Regions from separate parts of the Mus musculus genome. Here region 2 is linked to region 1. A link is a contact called in public HiChIP or PLAC-seq data. All regions are on one chromosome and are shown on one strand. Each heading gives the region's core, a stretch centred on a gene start, on an enhancer-like site or on the middle of the called end of the contact. The rest is flanking DNA. Distances are from core to core; before and after follow the strand shown. Region 1 overlaps Cemip (cell migration inducing protein, hyaluronan binding). Region 2 overlaps Arnt2 (aryl hydrocarbon receptor nuclear translocator 2).

Evidence for each region. HiChIP or PLAC-seq counts read pairs in DNA pulled down with a chosen protein or histone mark.
Region 2: a CTCF HiChIP or PLAC-seq map of the NIH/3T3 cell line shows a contact between it and region 1, with 6 read pairs. The contact joins two enhancer-like sites. A contact is called at or near these places in 2 of 15 datasets of contacts at CTCF or cohesin (the NIH/3T3 cell line and large pre-B cells), 2 of 484 Hi-C or Micro-C datasets (bone marrow-derived macrophages and embryonic fibroblasts) and 2 of 115 datasets of contacts at active chromatin or transcription factors (extraembryonic endoderm stem cells and trophoblast stem cells).

Annotation. Positions count from the first base shown.
Region 1 is chr7:84,027,673-84,030,882 of GRCm38.p6, forward strand. All of the region lies in intron 1 of Cemip (cell migration inducing protein, hyaluronan binding), which reads right to left. Among named protein-coding and RNA genes, the nearest start is that of Cemip, 57 kb to the right of the region's middle. Within about 2 kb of position 1,634, at least 105 of the 459 cell types and tissues checked have an H3K27ac peak or open chromatin away from gene starts, as enhancers often do. A contact at or near this core is called in the NIH/3T3 cell line, where this site is marked.
Region 2 is chr7:84,353,890-84,357,348 of GRCm38.p6, forward strand. It overlaps Arnt2 (aryl hydrocarbon receptor nuclear translocator 2), which reads right to left. Exons shown (of 19, transcript NM_007488.3): 3 at 631-678. Among named protein-coding and RNA genes, the nearest start is that of Gm30873, 19 kb to the left of the region's middle. Within about 2 kb of position 1,937, at least 26 of the 459 cell types and tissues checked have an H3K27ac peak or open chromatin away from gene starts, as enhancers often do. A contact at or near this core is called in the NIH/3T3 cell line, where this site is marked.

The DNA of each region.
Region 1 (3,210 bases), core at 384-2,883:
ACTACTTATCAGCACTAGATTTGGCCCTAGAGAATCAGTATCTAACAGAGCGGCCGGCCCTGTTTTCTGTTTTCTTAGAGCTTGCACTTTCCTGGGGGGTAGATAACATCAATCAATCACCAAAGCAAATGAATAACAAGTGACATAGTAAATTACTGCCACAGAATGCCATGGTGAGTGTGACAAAAAGGACTGAATTCAGAGGCCTGGCAATAGGGCTACCTGCAGGACCTATGCACTTGGTCTGGAGAAGAGAGGGCAAAGTGAGTGGCTGACGTGGCCTTGAAGATGTATGTCACACTCTGAACCCTGTGTGTGAGTTTATGCAGGTGTGTGTGGGCTGGGGTGGGGAATGCATCTAACTCCACAGCAGAATACCTATGGGCCTGGTGCTACAGAAGGATTAGGAAAACAAAGAAGAAAGGAAGAAAGGAAGGAAGGAAGGAAGGAAGGAAGGAAGGAAGGAAGGAAGGAAGGAAGACAGAGAGAGAGAGAGAGAGAGAGAGAGAGAGAGAGAGAGAGAGAGAGAGAGAGAGAGAAAGAAAGAAAGAAAATATGTTCTGATGGTCTTTTCCTGGTTTTTCCTTCCTTCTGCCACCTGGTCTGGCCTAAAGTAAATTAATGGTTGTTGTGGGGACTTGGATCCATGTGGGTGGGTATAGAATCCCTGCCCCCTGAATCAGGTGGGTGTAGTAGAGGGTATGCACAACCAGGACAGGGTCAGACTGAGGTGCAGATAGGTTGGATAGAAGGGGTGTAGCAGGGAACTCTCCCAGCTCTGGATAGCAGAGCAGGTCCTGGAATGTCTGCTTTCGTCACAAATTATCAGGTGCATCTTTGCACAAGACTTCTAGGCTCAGTGTTCTTCTATTTCCTCTGGCTCAATGTGGCCCCGCCTGGTGATTCTGTCTAGCTCACTTACAAGACTTTCCACCTCCGTTCTGGCCTGTCTGCCCCACAGTCGCTGCCAAAGTCAACACAGAATGTTAAAGCCTGGAATATATGGTGTCCTAGACTCAACCAAGCTAAAAATCAGTCCAGGAAAAATGTTTTGGGAGGACACCTGTCCTCCCTAGACAAAGACCATGGAGGGAGAGTGAGGAGAAAGAGACCAGGGAACCAGAACCTGCAGGGAGATGAATGTCAGCACCCTGTGTACTCAGGGACTAATAACAGGTCTCTGTACTGTAATCTCATGCCACCCATATATCAGTTTAAAGTCACTTCCCAATAAATGCTTCTAGACTAGGTAGGCAACTTAGAGGATATTTCTAATGCTGAGAACTGGACATGCGTCTCACTGTGTTCTAGTGTCCTGCTCACCCAACAGAGGCTGCACTTGTCTGGGTTCCATGCCTTGCTGGATTCTAGAATGAGTAGGAAGCCTCCAGCATCTCTGAATATCTCCGATGTCTGGGAGTCACCTGCTCATTCCACCCAAACCCCTGCTACTCTGTATCGGCAGGCATTGAGGTAGGGTAGGGACACAGGAAATAAAGGGTGTCCTGTACAGCAGCTGGCTGGGTTCAACTGGCTTTAAAAAGCTCCAAGTGAACGGAGTAGAAATTCCTCTCTAGGCTGCCACAGCCTGTGAGTCACCCTGGGGGTGGCTTTCAGTAGCATTCTTATACCATGGAGGCTGTGGTCATCCAAAAAGCCCAGAGAGGAAGGAACAGGCAGAGTTGTAACCTGCCTAAGCTTAGGAAGAAGACTGCAGCTGTTCCCACCCCCTCCACCCTGGCATTCTGCTTATTTTAATGGCTTTTTTTTTTCTGGCCTGGGCTTCATTTCTCCAGATGCACTAAGGATCCTAGGGCATATGTTGCCAGGCAATACAGGCTGGTGGGTGGAAACCTCAGGCATAGAAGCCCAGGACAGTTTCAATTTGTCTTGCAAAAGGGAGAGTGGTCACAGGAGGAGGAAGTCCACGCCTACTGACCAGCTGCTCTCTAGGCTACAGTGGGTGAAGTGAGGGCCCATTAGCATGGCTATAGGGCAAAGGCCTTGGTGGCATGCCTTCTGGAGATAGATGTCTGGCCAGCTTCCCAGTATTGTCTTCCATCTTCACCTGGCCATGTTTCAAATTCACAGGAGCCCTTGGGTAATTCCTGTTCCTCCTCCTTGCCTTAGATTTGCCATCTGTAAGGTTATAAGTCTCCCTCTCTCCCTCTCCCTCTCTCCCTCTCCCTCTCCCTCTCCCTCTCTCCCTCTCCCTCTCCCTCTCCCTCTCCCTCTCCTTCCCCCTCTCTCCCTCTCCCTCTCTCCCTCTCCCTCTCTCCCTCTCCCTGTCTCCCCGTCTCCCTGTCTCCCCGTCTCCCCGTCTCCCTGTCTCCCTGTCCCCCTGTCTCCCTGTCTCCGTCTCCCTGTCTCCCTCTCTCCGTCTCTCCGTCTCTCCCTCTCTCCCTCTCTCCCTCTCTCCCTCTCTCCCTCTCCCTCTCTGCCAAGTGGCTGCAGTCTCTAAATCATTTGTGCCTGACTCTTGTCAGCATGTATAAGGGGCCTTTCTCCTGAGCCTAGGCTGGACTGCCAGGAACTGAGTGAGAGGGTAAGGGGGTGGGGGTAAGGAGAAAATCTTTCAGATTGTAAAATTCACAGCTGCTCCTACTCACACTTTGTGCCCTCCATGCCACACACAGAGCCGGGAGGTACAGGTGAGAGGAGCTTCCTCAGGCCTGGTGTCTTTGACTGCTGAGTGAATGTAAGCACACCCAGCCTCACAGGAGCACAGCATGTGTGGGCTGGAAACAGACAAGGCTAAGACAGTCAAAGATTTAGCCTAACTCTACTTACTAGTTCCAAGCCCCGGGAACTGTTAGTTTCCTCCTTCTCTTCATTCTGACCCTCAGAACCTAGAACAGTGGGATATGCATGGTAGTTTTCCTGACAGGCCATGGAGATGCCTAGTGTTCTTCTACTGGTTCACTAGACTTGTCCTGGTTACCAGCCACGTCCTTCTGTGTGTCTCAAACCTCTTGCCCAGTCCAGAGCATCACCCCACGAGCCAAACTCTCTCCTCTGTTTTCAATTTCAGTTGATGGCCTGAACACTAACCTGAACAGAGTAGGTTGCTTCCTGGATCTCTCCCCACACACTCATCCCTGATACTCATCTTCTGTGTTGTCCTCCACAGGTCTCAGGAATTCATCTCCTTACTTCCTGGTTTTTTTGATCTTATCTTCTCTAAAGTCTCCTTTCAGTATCTCCAGGATT
Region 2 (3,459 bases), core at 687-3,186, 330 kb after region 1:
AGAATCAGAAGTCATGGTTCTATCTTATACCACCAGCACTGTTGACCCAGGAGCCTTCCTTAAAGGTCGGCTACACCCAGAGCAGTGCCATAGAGCCAGCCAAAGATGCTGTTAATAGCTTGATTGTCAGGATCTTGACACCAACCCAGACAGGCTCCATATTTCCTGTATTTCTCCTTATTTTCCATAGTTAAAAAAACAAACAAACAGGATTCATGTTGATAATTCTCTCTATACTTGAACCCTAAGATTTTTTTTTAAAGGGAGACCATTAAAGTTAGTAGTTACTGTTTAACTTAAAAGCAAACAGGATTAAGAACTCACATTTGCTATGGGTTATTTTGAGACAAAATCTTGCTCTATGCCTTAGGTTTATCTTGAATTTGCCATCTTTCTGCCTCATACTCGCAAGTGCTGAGATTTCAAGCATGTACCACAAGGCTAGGCTTGGGACACTTCAGGATTACTAAGTTGCTTGCCACCAAGCCAAATACTTGCATTAAATGAGACGTACACAAGAGGGCCAGAGATCAGGCAATGGCTTGCTCAGTGACAAAAGGCACTAAGTGCCTGTTCATGACAGTCATGTGACTGCTGGCTACTGGCTTAAGAAAGGTAAAATAAACTCACCTTGAGAATTTACTGGGACCTTCACCATCTTCGTCATCGAAGTCCATTCTGGAAAGTCAAAGGCACAGGTAAGAACTAGTTATAACTCTCAGAGGACTCTAATTGGTTACATGAGCTGTGAACGCAGGGGAGTCTTCACCCCATCACATCGCTATGCAATGCTTCCAATTTTCACCCCATCACATCGCTGCTCAATGCTTCCGACCTTTGGCCATGCTAAACAGTATCCGCAGAGTCTCAAGAGAAAAAAATTACAAACAAAAGGTCTCCAGTACACTCACTATTAGTTCTCTGGTCAGAAATAGGAATACTCAAGTGTCAACTTGTCCCCCTTTGACGCTTCTCAGGTCACCAATGGATGACTCAGGCCATGTTGTGTGAAGGCATCAATGTTTCTTGTCTGCCATCATCCCTGGAGTATGTGGGTCCATCCACATCATGTATTCTATACCAGCACTTAATTTCTTACTTTTATGGTATATTGCTCAAGGGATTTGGAAGACAGTAAGTTCAAAGGGCGATGACATAATATCAGGGGACAGTGAAGCTGTCTGAGAATACTGCTTGTGACTTGGTGAGTCTCTACCAACCTCAGGGCAAAGGTCCTTCAAGAAAACCAGCCTGTTACACCCAGGATCAAACAGGCTGTTGAGGAGGAAATGGGCCTTTGATACCAAAATCACTGAAGCTGGTTGTCTGCTCGTTGAAGCTCACAGAATTACTCTTGAGATTCTTCTCTGCTGGGCCTCCCCTTGTTAATATCAATGTTTTGGTGAATTCTTACTGAACTAACACTCCAAATGATCCTTCTTAAAGGCCCAAGTGCTTCTGATGTCAGCACACACAGGTTGGAAGATGTTAGGGCAGAGGGGAACATAACCATGATCAAGTGCACCCAGAGTTTCTGCGGTAGGAAATGAGCAGTCAGCATGGCTCTTGAGTGTGGCATCCATCTGCAGACCCTATATCACCCTGCTTGTTTTTAGTAGGCCTGAAGGATTTGGTGAGATATAGTCTCATGATCCAAGCAGGAGAGAGGCTGGCTGCCTGACTGGAGGTCTGAGGAATTCCATGTTTTAGCAGTTTATTATGAGAATGGAGAATACCCAGTGAGATTCGGCTCAAACAATAAACAAGCAGAGAATGAAGTATGTGCCAGAAGACCACAGTTACAGAGGCCACACCTTCTGGTCCCTCATAGGGAGGGTGAACTTCATTTCCTAGTCTTTGAGGGATTGAATAAGTGACCCAGGAAATGCATGGGGCACCCAGGCCACCAGGAGGCAGTCATGTTACACATAAAGAGCATACTTGTCCACATACCTCAAGATGAGCCCCAGTGAGATGTGTGGCTAAGCAAGAACTCGAGGGACCTAGGAACTAGGATCAGATACGGCAAAATGAAGGGAATGAGGACAGCTTTTGCATGTCTTTGCTCTGGATTATATGCAGTGCAGCCTGAGTTGACATGTCCAGAATTCCCTGACGGGATCCCTCATCCACTTAGATCCTTGGTCCTCAAAACCCAACTGTCCTCACAACAAAAATGGCAGTTGTGATGAAAGAAATTCCTCTGTACAAAGAGGAACGGAGATGGACAGGATGAAGGGAAAAGACAGAAGACCACATGCATGTCACCCGCGAGATGACCATGTATCGCTCTCCACAGCATGGCTTTGGAAGTTCAGCCCTGGGCCAGAGCTGTCTACAGGACAAATGGAGCTGAATGTGGGAATTCTAAATAAAGAAAGCTCATTAATATCCTGTATAATTACTAAGCTATCATCTCACCTTCCTGGAAATTGCCTGTGGAAAATAACCACCAAAAATGTTTAACTGAGGTCAGTTGCATTTTTGCAGAGCCACACTGCCACCTAGTGCTTGTAAAGGGAAAGATCACCTTTTCTGCCTTCATAAACTACCTACGTTTTCAAAATTCCAAATGATTTGTGCCTGGATTCATCAAAACCGTAAATAGGTGTAATATACACAGTTATTTTTAAAATCCCATTCAGTTCAATTTGATATCACAGCTTCTGTAACATTGAGAGAGAGAGAGAGAGAGAGAGAGAGAGAGAGAGAGAGAGAGAGAGCAGAGCACGCTCGAGAAAGAGCAAGCTCTTCCACTCTTGCGTTTGCCTGTGGAGATAGAGGACATGTGAGAGATTAGGCTTTCTCCTTCTATCTGTGGATATGGTTATGTAACTTAGGTCATTAGGCATGGCAGCAAGTGCCCATACCACTGAGCCATCTCAAGGGCCTTTGATAGGATTATAATAAATAAGCAAACTCCTACAAAACATAACTGACTAGTTGGCCCTCAATCCAGGCCTAAAGATCAATGAGATGCTTGGAGTGACCAAGGGCAGGTCTTCTTGGACTCCAGGACTTTGGTGCTGAAACAGTCACAAGCAAGTCAGGATAGTTTGTCATCCTCATTTTGACAGAGTTTTCTTTACTCAATACCCTACAGAATAGATATAGGAAGAACTGAGTGGTGTAGTAAAGGGTTCCAGCCCTGCTAGGCAAGCTTCGGATCAGGCCAGCATCAGGTGAAAGAAAAGGGTGGTCTAGATCCTGAGTCTACTGGAGTTCATTGGAAACCTGGAGTCATGACTTGTATATGAAAAATTAAAGACCAAGAAACTATGGCTCCTACCTGAGAACGTGTGCAATCATACTGTGTAACATGGAGAGAAGCTATACCCAACACCTATAAGTGTGTATACAATCATACACATGTAGAATGGAGAGAAACAGTACCTTCCCACCCACGAGTATGTATGCAATCACATACATACAGCATAGAGAGAAACTACCCCTGCCACT